2 separate regions of the Gossypium hirsutum genome follow, and region 2 is linked to region 1. Evidence: chromatin contacts called from public Hi-C data. All regions are on one chromosome and are shown on one strand. The core of a region is the stretch at or near the end of the contact, and the rest is flanking DNA. Distances in the headings are between cores, read along the strand shown. Region 1 has its middle 5.3 kb from the start of LOC121216162. Region 2 has its middle 7.7 kb from the start of LOC121216565.

Region 1 (4,885 bases), core at 1,980-4,479:
GACCAGAATGACCTATTACTTGAAAAGGTTGAAGGTCTATCTACAAGCTTGACTCATATGGAAATATAATTTCAATGATATGCAATTTTAGAAGATATGATTTTGTAATCTTAGAGATTTAATTTATAGATACCTTTTAATCTTTTATATATTATCAATTGCAAATTTTTTTTATACTATCTATTTTATATACCATTTATTTTTAAGATGTTTTGTGTATAACTTGTTCTAAATTCCTTATTACACAATATTTATTTTTAAACTCATTTATATATTATTACTTTATATATTACCTATTTTCATTTTTTATATATTATTTATTCCAAACTTGTACATATATTACCTATTTTTTTATTTATTGATTTGTATATTGTTGATTTCAAATTTCTTTTTCCCTTATTATTCATTTTCAAATTCATTATTTTTAAATTTGTTTACATTTTGTTTTGCCTTATATTTTTTTTTATTTTATACTCTTTGTTTTAAATTCATTGGTCTTTGATTATTGATGCTAGTATTTAAATAATTGCCATTATGTGTTTTATAAATTGTTTATTTGTATTTTCATATTGCCCTTTTTTTATCAAAGTTTTTACGCATCGTTTTAATATTGCGTCAATTTTTTCCAATTTTAAAAAAGAAAACTTTTAAAAATAAGGCAATATTCGGTACTTTTGAGCTTTGTGAAAATCGTGCCCTAACTCACTAGGTTTCAATTTTTTTTATCCAAATAACCGAATATCCTTTTTTAACTTTAATGCATGAGACAAGCTTAGTTTCAAGGGTTAAAATGCCAGATCCTAACTTACTGGATGTGACATCTTATTACTTCGGGACAAGGAAGTCTTAACATCAAATTCGATTTATTCAGGTTTTTAAAGAGGATCGTATTTTAAAATCTTTTCAAAATTTTGACATTAGGACGTTAATTAATCAATTAGGTACCAATTTTTGGGCATTACAAGGGTGCTAATCCTTCATCGTGCGTAACCGACTCCCGAGCCCGTTTTCTCGAATTTTGTAGACCAAAATCATTATTTTAATAAATCAAAATGTTTTATTAAAATGATTAATCTTAAGGTAACCTGATCACACCTCAAAAAAAGATTGGTAGTGACTTCATTTTTGTTTTAAAAGTCGACCCCGTTTTTCAAAATAAAAATAGTTTCGACATTTATAAAAGAAAAATAATGATATTAAAAAAATATATAAAAATATGCAAAATATATCATCAAATTTGTATATAAAATATAAAAGTATTTATTCAAATTAAATAAAGGGTAAATTACATAAATGATTACTGGACTATAAAAAAGTTGTTGTTAAATCATCTACTTTAAAAAGTTAAAATATATATATAATTTTACTTATCATTTTATTTTTTAAACTCAAAATAGTTAAAATACTAACAATTAGCTGATGTGACAGTAAGCTTAGTCACATGAATTTTTTAACCATTAATTTTGTTCACCTAATATCTATGTCATTTTATAATTGGAATAAAAATTTTATTTTTAAATCCAAATCTAAAAATTACGCCGTTTTGGTCGGGGTAAGTAAACAAATTTGATTAGATAAAAAATTTGTCTTGTTTTCCCTATCCAGTGTCTCCTTTTCAGTGCCAACACCGGTGAGCACACTTGGTCGCATCGGAATTTAATGCTCCGAAGCGATTCCCTAACGACTTCCACCGGGAAATTGAGCATTGCCGATAATCCTTTCGTCGAAAACGCCGCTTGGTCGTAAGCTGAAGCGGCCGCTTCGGCACTGTCGAATGTTCCAAGCCAAACCCAAACCCAATTTCTCGTTGAATCTCTAATCCCAGCGGAGTATTTTCCCCATAGTCGCTTCCTTACACCTCCTTAAGCTTTCTCTTCCTTGGGTAACTCTTCCAGTTTGGCAATATCTGATACGACGTCTTCTTCCTTTACGCCGTTCTTGGACTGATCCAAGGCCTCATCCATATCCACCCACCCAAACCGTTGCTTCGAAGTCATTGAAGTTGAGAAGAAGTTCATCCCAGCGACCTGACAAAGTCTCCACAGACGGTGATCGAAACAATGATTCAGGCGAGAAGTCTGGACTAGTTGAGCTTGAATGAAATTGAAAGAACTCCTCCATTGAAGCTCTTCTCTTTGTAAATGTTTTAAACTGATAACTGGTATTAATAACCTCTGATTTGATCCAACAAGGTTTGAGGTACTTTTACTCAATTATTGTTAAAAATTCATCAAAAATTTCCCAAACTCCACTAACATGCTAACCCTTCCCTTTGAATTGACAGAACAGTTTTGCAGTCGGTCTACCTCTATTAATCTTTAAAAAATTGATTTACTTGCCCAGACCAAAACCGCGTAGTTTTTAGATTTGGGTTTAAGAATATATATATATATAATTACATCAAAATTATGGGAAAAAAATTAATGGTTAGAAAATACATGTAAAGTAAGTTAACTGCCACGTGCCACGTTAGTATTTTAACAATTTTGAATTTTAAAAAAATTATATATACGATTTTAAATTTAAAAAAAATTAATATTTTCAATACCGAATGATATAATAAGAAACTTTCCAACCCTTAAACAAAAATCACATTTTAAAGATATGATTAGATATTGCATTGCATGGTTCTATTAAGCTTCTTTCTTATACCTTTCATTCTGATACGAATCTATACAAATATCTTGTATCCCCAAAGCAAAAACCCTTCTGCATTGAAAGCGTTAGTTTTCTATAAAGAGCTGAAGTGCAAGCATTAATAAAATCATTTTTTTCATTCCCATCTGCAAGATTATCAAATTAAGAAAGCCACCGGCCCCTTACACATTGTGACAGACCGAATATAATTGACAGCTACTACTAGACTCCATAAAAAGTAGATAAATTCTGAAGCAAACTCAGTTTGGCTTCAAGAAGAAAGATATAGTCAGCCGTCCTCTGAAACAAGGTTTCCATGTTAATCCCAGGACAACATGGCTGAAGCATCCTTTGCAGCTGCCGAAGCTTCCTTTCTATGGATGTTCTTACAGGCTCAGCAGTCATGCCATTTCTTCGGATCTTCCTTCCTCTTTTAACCAAAACCTTTCTTCTAAATCGAGAACAACGCTTTGATGATCTCATTCTCACGTTATAAAGTCAGACAAAGAGAAGAGATGTATTATGTAGCAGCTGCTAATGAGAGAAATAGTAAGATAGAGAGTAGAGAGAAGGGGGATGGGTTGTCAAGGGTGAAGGGTGGACGTTAATTTATACTAAATATTTATGGCTAAAATACCACCACATGTGGGTATGCAGCCATGTGTCGAGAAAGATGCATGTATTTGTAGTATTATAAATACATATGATAATTATTTCTTACATTTTAGTGGGAAATCTAGGTTATGTTTCATTTCATTAAATAGAAGTTATTTTTGTTTTATTTTTTTGGAAAACATAAAATATTGATTGAAAATTTTAAAAATTATTGTTCAAAAATGAAAATAAAAAGAAGTTAAAATTACAAGACAATAAAAGTTTGGTTTCACTAAAACTGTTTTGCAAAATTGAAAAATATTGAAAATAATGATTTTTTTAAAAATTTTAAAATGAATTCATACTTATTCAAACTGGTATATATGAAAAATTACTTTTTCAACTATTTTTAAATATAATATTTGTTAGCCCAGTTTGAATATATAAATACAAGGATTTCATTTTTAAAAAATTATTTCTAATGTTTCTATTATAGGAAAATATGTAGTGTTGGGAAAATTGTTGGTGATCGTTCCATGTACTATTATAACAAACTTGTTTCTCTGTTTCGGCCATCGTTTTGGGCCTTGTACAAGCTTCGATCAGGCTAAGTTTAGTCCTTTTAAATATGACATATTTGAAAAATGAGTAGCTAGGGACGACTAAAGGTGTTAGTCTTCCAATCGGCTTTATGAAAGTCTTATTATATCTTGATTATTAAAGTGTTATTTTTTAGAGATAATTATCTAATTTATTCAAGGGAGCTTTTCAATGACTTATATAAACTATTTTAGAGAAGAATATTTGCTGCTCTCTGAGCTAGGCGACATTCTCCCTTGGGAGATCATCAAGTTTTAAAAGTTGATTTCTACCAAAATGGTGCGCACGTTGTGTTTCGATCAACTTGTTTGTCTCTTTTTGTGTTCAAGTATTTGTTAATTGACAAAGGTGTTTGCAACACTTAATCAAATCTCTATTGAATGATCATTGTGAGTTGTGGGATCATTAGTTCTTTATTGAGGTTGCATATACTTGCCTGGAGAAGAAGTTGTGAGATTTAGTTGATAGGAAACAAGTGTAATATTGGAATATTTGGTGATTGAATAAAAGATTTATCTTGAGCAAGGCTCCGCAAATGAGGACCATTGTCTCTAAGCTGCGTACAAAAATCAGTTTTGTTACTTCTTTTCTATACTTATTTTACTTACATTGTTTATTTTTGTTATAACTATCGTTACAATAAACACTAAACAAAGTTGATAAATCATATCTGTAGACTAATTATTTTTCAATTGGTATTAGAGCAAACTTAAAAAGATATTCAGTATCAGTTCTGTAGTTATGGAACCTATGAAAAAAGGTAGTTTAGTCTCACGAGCCCCTTTTCTAATAGGATCTTCAAATTATGCCTATTGGAAAGCACACATGAAGGCGTTCATCATGTCAATAGATGTTGCTGGTCGAGAAACAATTGAAGATGTCTGGACACAACCCATTACTACTAGAGTAGATGAGAAAACTCAACATACAAATGAAGAGAAAAAGGATGGCTTTCAAAAACTTCAAAGCTCTTAATGCCATATTTAGTGGTATGGATATGGAGCAACTCAAAGTGATATCTATGTGTGAGGCGGCCAAAGATGCTTGGATAATT
Region 2 (4,923 bases), core at 1,527-4,026, 120 kb after region 1:
ATGATTAATGGATGCAATAATTGAAAGATGAATGCTTAATTTAGATCCTAGCTCGATTGAATTAATGGTTCGTAATAACTCGAGAGAGCTCTATTACCTTGCATAACTTTTCGATTTGTGTGGTTAAATTATTTCAAACCTAATCCGTCCTTGTTACTTCACATAAACTCTAAGAACCCTTAGTTAAATATGATCATGGTAGTATGCATGTTTTTCTAAGTATAAGATTTCAAAAGAACTTATAATTGGTTTAAAGTTAATGAAAGATCGAGTTACCATGGAATAATTTTTGAAACTGTATTAAGCATGATGAAAATGAACTAAGTTAAATGTGTAATTATTCTAGCGTATTCATGTTATTATTGTTTAACCTGTGAAATTGTTGCTAAACTATCTCATTTTATTCATTGCATTTAGATTAATTCATTTGCATTTAATTAATTTACTGTAACACCTCCAATAAAAATTATTGTGTTCTGTTACCAACTTGTAATCTTTAATGTTGCAATTATTTGATTAACATATACAGTCCCTATGGAGACGATAACTCTTTTACTTACTTATTACTTGCTAACGACTGTGCATACTTGCACAAACCTACGCGTTACATTTGCCCCCTATTTTTACTGGTTGTTTATATGCATTTACTGGTGGTTTATCCACAACGCGGTGTGTAGGGATGGATGAGTTCTAGGGAACTCTTACTGTGGTGTGTAAAGGAGTATGGATAGGAGCTTTTCTGTTAAACATGAATTGCATTGACATTCATGGGCGTACTCAAATAAACTGTTATACTTTATATTGTTATACGATTGTAATTGCTCTAAGAACTGTAATTTTGTACGCCTTGTCTTCTGTTTTGCACTAATTTTCTTGTGTTTAGACTCACACTGAGCTCTTTAAAACTCACCCCTTTTATTTGAATCTTCATAGTTAACCTTCAAGGTTAGAAATGGGCTCAGCATTCAAAGGTCTCAGCTCGAATTATTTTCGTTAAAAGTATAGTAGACATGATATTATAATTTATGTTAGTTGAGAACTATATGATTTTATTTGAATTGTGGCGTGGAATATAAATTTTGAGTTAATTTTGACATGCATAACATTTAATTCGTTTAAGATATTGAACTTTGGAATTAAATTAAAGATGAATGAAATCAAAAGTTTTTAAAAATCAAAACCATGTCGATACTCACTTTTTCGTTGCAAAGTTTTAAATGAGATTTAATTAGTAAATAATTTGGTAAACAACTTTTACGAGGTAAACATTAAAATCATTTTGTTTTTGGAAAATTGTATCTTTTAGTTAAAAAGGAGATAACACGCTAAGTTTTTTTTCCTTCAAAAGTAAATAAACATATTAAAAATATTTTCTTAGAAACACCGGTAGTTGTACTAGGTCATTTTGGCGGCTAATGTGGCATTCAGAACCCGACCATTTTTACTGCAAATATACAACCAAACCAAAGAAACAACACATTTACAATAAACAAAATATTTTAATTTTGCATTTCTTTTTGGTAACAAAGAAGAAGATAAAGAGAATGAGCTCATTTCCTTGCTTATCCACCTCTGGAGACGTGTTGATAAATTTGGGGTTTTATTTAAAAAAAAGATCACTTTTTATCTTTTATTTATTCCCATAAATTTTAAACATTATCTTTTAAAATTTCAAAACCCATGGAGTACTTGTTCAGAACCTAAAAATTTGTATTAAAAATTCAAAACCAAAAATTGTTAAACCTAATAACTTAAATATTAAAGCTTCTTTGGGTATTAAACAGTAAGATTTTCAAATGTGAATGTTTTGTAATAGCTAAAGGGATGTGAAAATGAGTAATCATAATTTTATAGCGGTGAGTACACACAATTAGGAGATACAAAAAGCATAGGAGATGCAAAAATGAGTATTCATTAAAGTAGAAAAAAGTAAACATTAAATAAATTTTTATATGCCTTTTAGTTGGAAACATGGGCGGTAAAGATGGAATTGAAAATTAACAAAAGTATGAGAAATTTAAAATTGAGTAATCAAAACTTTTGGTTTTTTTCTTCTTCAATCAAGTTTTTATTTATTTATTTATGGCCTCAGGCATGAAAAATCTTTTTTATATTTCAAGAAATTGAGAAATAAGAAAGAAAGCCTTGTAAAAAATTTTCAAGTTTCGACTCGACAGCTTCATAAATTATTTTAACATTTTCTGTAATTTTTTTAGATTTTTTTACATATATATATTTTGAATATTTAGAAATTTTTATTTGGAATTTTTATTTTTAAAAATATTTTTACATAATTGTTCATATTTTTAATAATTTATATTTAGTTTTAATATTTTAAATTTTTATTAGAATTATTTTAAGCAAATTTTTAAAAAATTAATATGATATTTTAATTATAGTTTATAGACCAAATTAGCAATTAACCATTTAAATTAACATTCTATTTCATTATTTAACAGAATTGTTAATTTACACATTTTAAAATATATAAACGATAAATTACTAAATTTTTTAGTAGAGAAATCAAAATTAAATCTGTCTTAGAAATGTAAGAGCTTTCCGAATACTTTTACTAAGAGAAATCATAAAATAATGATTTAATATCTTGTTAAAACCACCATTTATATCTTGATAGGTAGTGGTACCAATCAATTCATACACGTGTGATGCATTTAAATCAGACCCCATATGGGAAAAGGACTCGTGTTTATCTTTGCCATGCAAATACACATTATTTCTACGGTCATCTCAATCCAATCCCCATCAATCTGCATCCATGCTCGGCTGTGTTTGATGGCCTGTTTCGCATGTATGGCATATCCCCCCACCCGACCCCGCACCCTTTGGAAAGCGACCTACAAATTAAGTGCCTAGTTTTTCATGCATGCACGGCAATTAGCCACTGCGACAGTGAATAAAGCAAAAGTCAAGCAAATTCCATGAGAATCAGGCCCCCTCTACACTACTTAAATAATTGACTCCATGATCTCAAAAATTAAATAATTGACTCCATGAAGTTGATAGATCAGTCATTTGTTTCGGAAAATGGTGGCTGCCCTTTATTTACGCTGTGTTGTATAATCAACTAAAATAATTCTCAGCTCCCGCCTAATAAATGCTGAATATTTCCAACCATTGAAACCATGCATGCATCTCTACTGTTCTTTTATTTTCGGCTTTGTTACAAAATTGGTCGCGGCTTGAGGTTAAAAGAAAGAACTACAGAAACTGTGATATCAATTTCAAACTTATCAGATAGATTCTTTTTTATTATTTTTCTGTCATGTACGGTTTTAGATAATTGCATGAATGGATTGAATTAAATCTTAAACTTGATTTTATTTCTCAATAATCTAATTAATGCCAGGTTGTCATGTAGGGCACTGGATTTTATCAGAAAGCAACTTAGTTCAAATAATGAAATGTTAGGTTAGATGAATGAATGGTAAACACGTATCACTAGATAATCTAGTACGGAGTAGCAACATGAGTCGTGAGATGTCGGCAAGTGAATAGAGATCAAGGTATGATGTAGGACTCGGGAGAAAAAGTATTCGAGAAAGAGTTCGGTACCTTATTAACCCTTTCAAGAGAATAGCTTTGTTAGTTAGATGGGGACAAAGATACCTAGGCAACCTCTATAGCTACAAATTTGAAGTGGAACCGCCATAGATGACCCTCTACTTCTTGGATTTTTACCAGAAACAAGACCAACCCATCTGGCTTTTGATCCTTAACTATGCATTCCTTCTGCTTCTCCACACTTGATTGATTAAGTGTTGCTTTTTGGTTGAAGGGCTACTTTTTTTACTCTCTTAGGTTCAATTCCCTATTGTCTTTTTCTTTTTTTTTATTTGGTTTTATTTTTTACTATTAATATTTCTTCCTTTAATATTTCTTCCTTTGTAAATACATTAGTCGGAGATTTGGAAAAGTATGTATAAACCCTAAACATAAATTGTAAATAGATATTAATGCTAGAAAATAAAGATAAAATATTCTCCAGACCAAAAAATCTCTTACTTCATTCTTTTCCACAATCAAATCAAACACAAATATAAAGGATAAATTTTGTTGTTAGTTTTATACATTACAAAAATTATGGATTTAATCCTTATACTTTAATTTGGTCAGTTTTAGTCTTTATATTTTTCAAAATTTAAAATTTGAATCCTCACCAAATAATATATGTTAAATTCATTAACTTATGCTATCTTCAAAATTTGATGCAACAAACATATTAGTCTATGTGTAATGTCATGTTAGCTTATTATTTCCACATATTAATCACTAAAACACTAGTTAATGGATTAATGACTATCACTTGCATAAAATTTAGAATTTGAAATTTTGAAAAGTATAGAGAATTAAAATGATCTAATTGGAGAATATGGAATCAATCTATAATTGTACGTATAGTACAAGACTAGTAACTGAATTTAACAAAACATATTTAATTGTCATTGATTGACCCAACACTATAATTTCAAAATTCAAAAAGTACAATGACTAAAATTAACAAATGTAAAAGTACAGGGACTAAAATTTATCAAACCAAAGCATAGAGACTAAATTAATAACTTTCCCAAAATACATGGATGTAACAGCCCGTTTTTAGTAAAATCAGAACTGTAGTTTTGAGACCACAAATCTGATGTGAAAATATTTATTTTATTATTATTTTAATACCTACGAAATTTTAGCAAGTTCATATAAAAATTTTGTTAAGAAATTTTATCGTTTGCATGCTTAATTTGGTAAAAAGGACTAAATTGCAAAAGATGTAAAAGTTAAGTTCTATAAGCTAAAGGTATTAAATAGCTATAGAACCTTAAAGTAAGAGTACTTAAATGGTAATTAGACCATTTGAAATATAAGTGGACATTTATGGCCATGAATTAGATAATTTTTAAGTTAAAAATC

The links. Hi-C and Micro-C count contacts between places; a contact is called where the count stands out from the background.
Region 2: a Hi-C map of leaf shows a contact between it and region 1, with 1.5 times the contacts expected there. The contact joins two enhancer-like sites. A contact is called at or near these places in 4 of 34 Hi-C or Micro-C datasets (hypocotyl and leaf).

The regions. Positions count from the first base shown.
Region 1 is chrD04:20,894,247-20,899,131 of Gossypium_hirsutum_v2.1, forward strand. No RefSeq gene overlaps it. Among protein-coding and RNA genes, the nearest start is that of LOC121216162, 5.3 kb to the right of the region's middle. Within about 2 kb of position 3,230, at least 6 of the 9 cell types and tissues checked have an H3K27ac peak or open chromatin away from gene starts, as enhancers often do. A contact at or near this core is called in leaf, where this site is marked.
Region 2 is chrD04:21,015,780-21,020,702 of Gossypium_hirsutum_v2.1, forward strand. No RefSeq gene overlaps it. Among protein-coding and RNA genes, the nearest start is that of LOC121216565, 7.7 kb to the left of the region's middle. Within about 2 kb of position 2,777, at least 4 of the 9 cell types and tissues checked have an H3K27ac peak or open chromatin away from gene starts, as enhancers often do. A contact at or near this core is called in leaf, where this site is marked.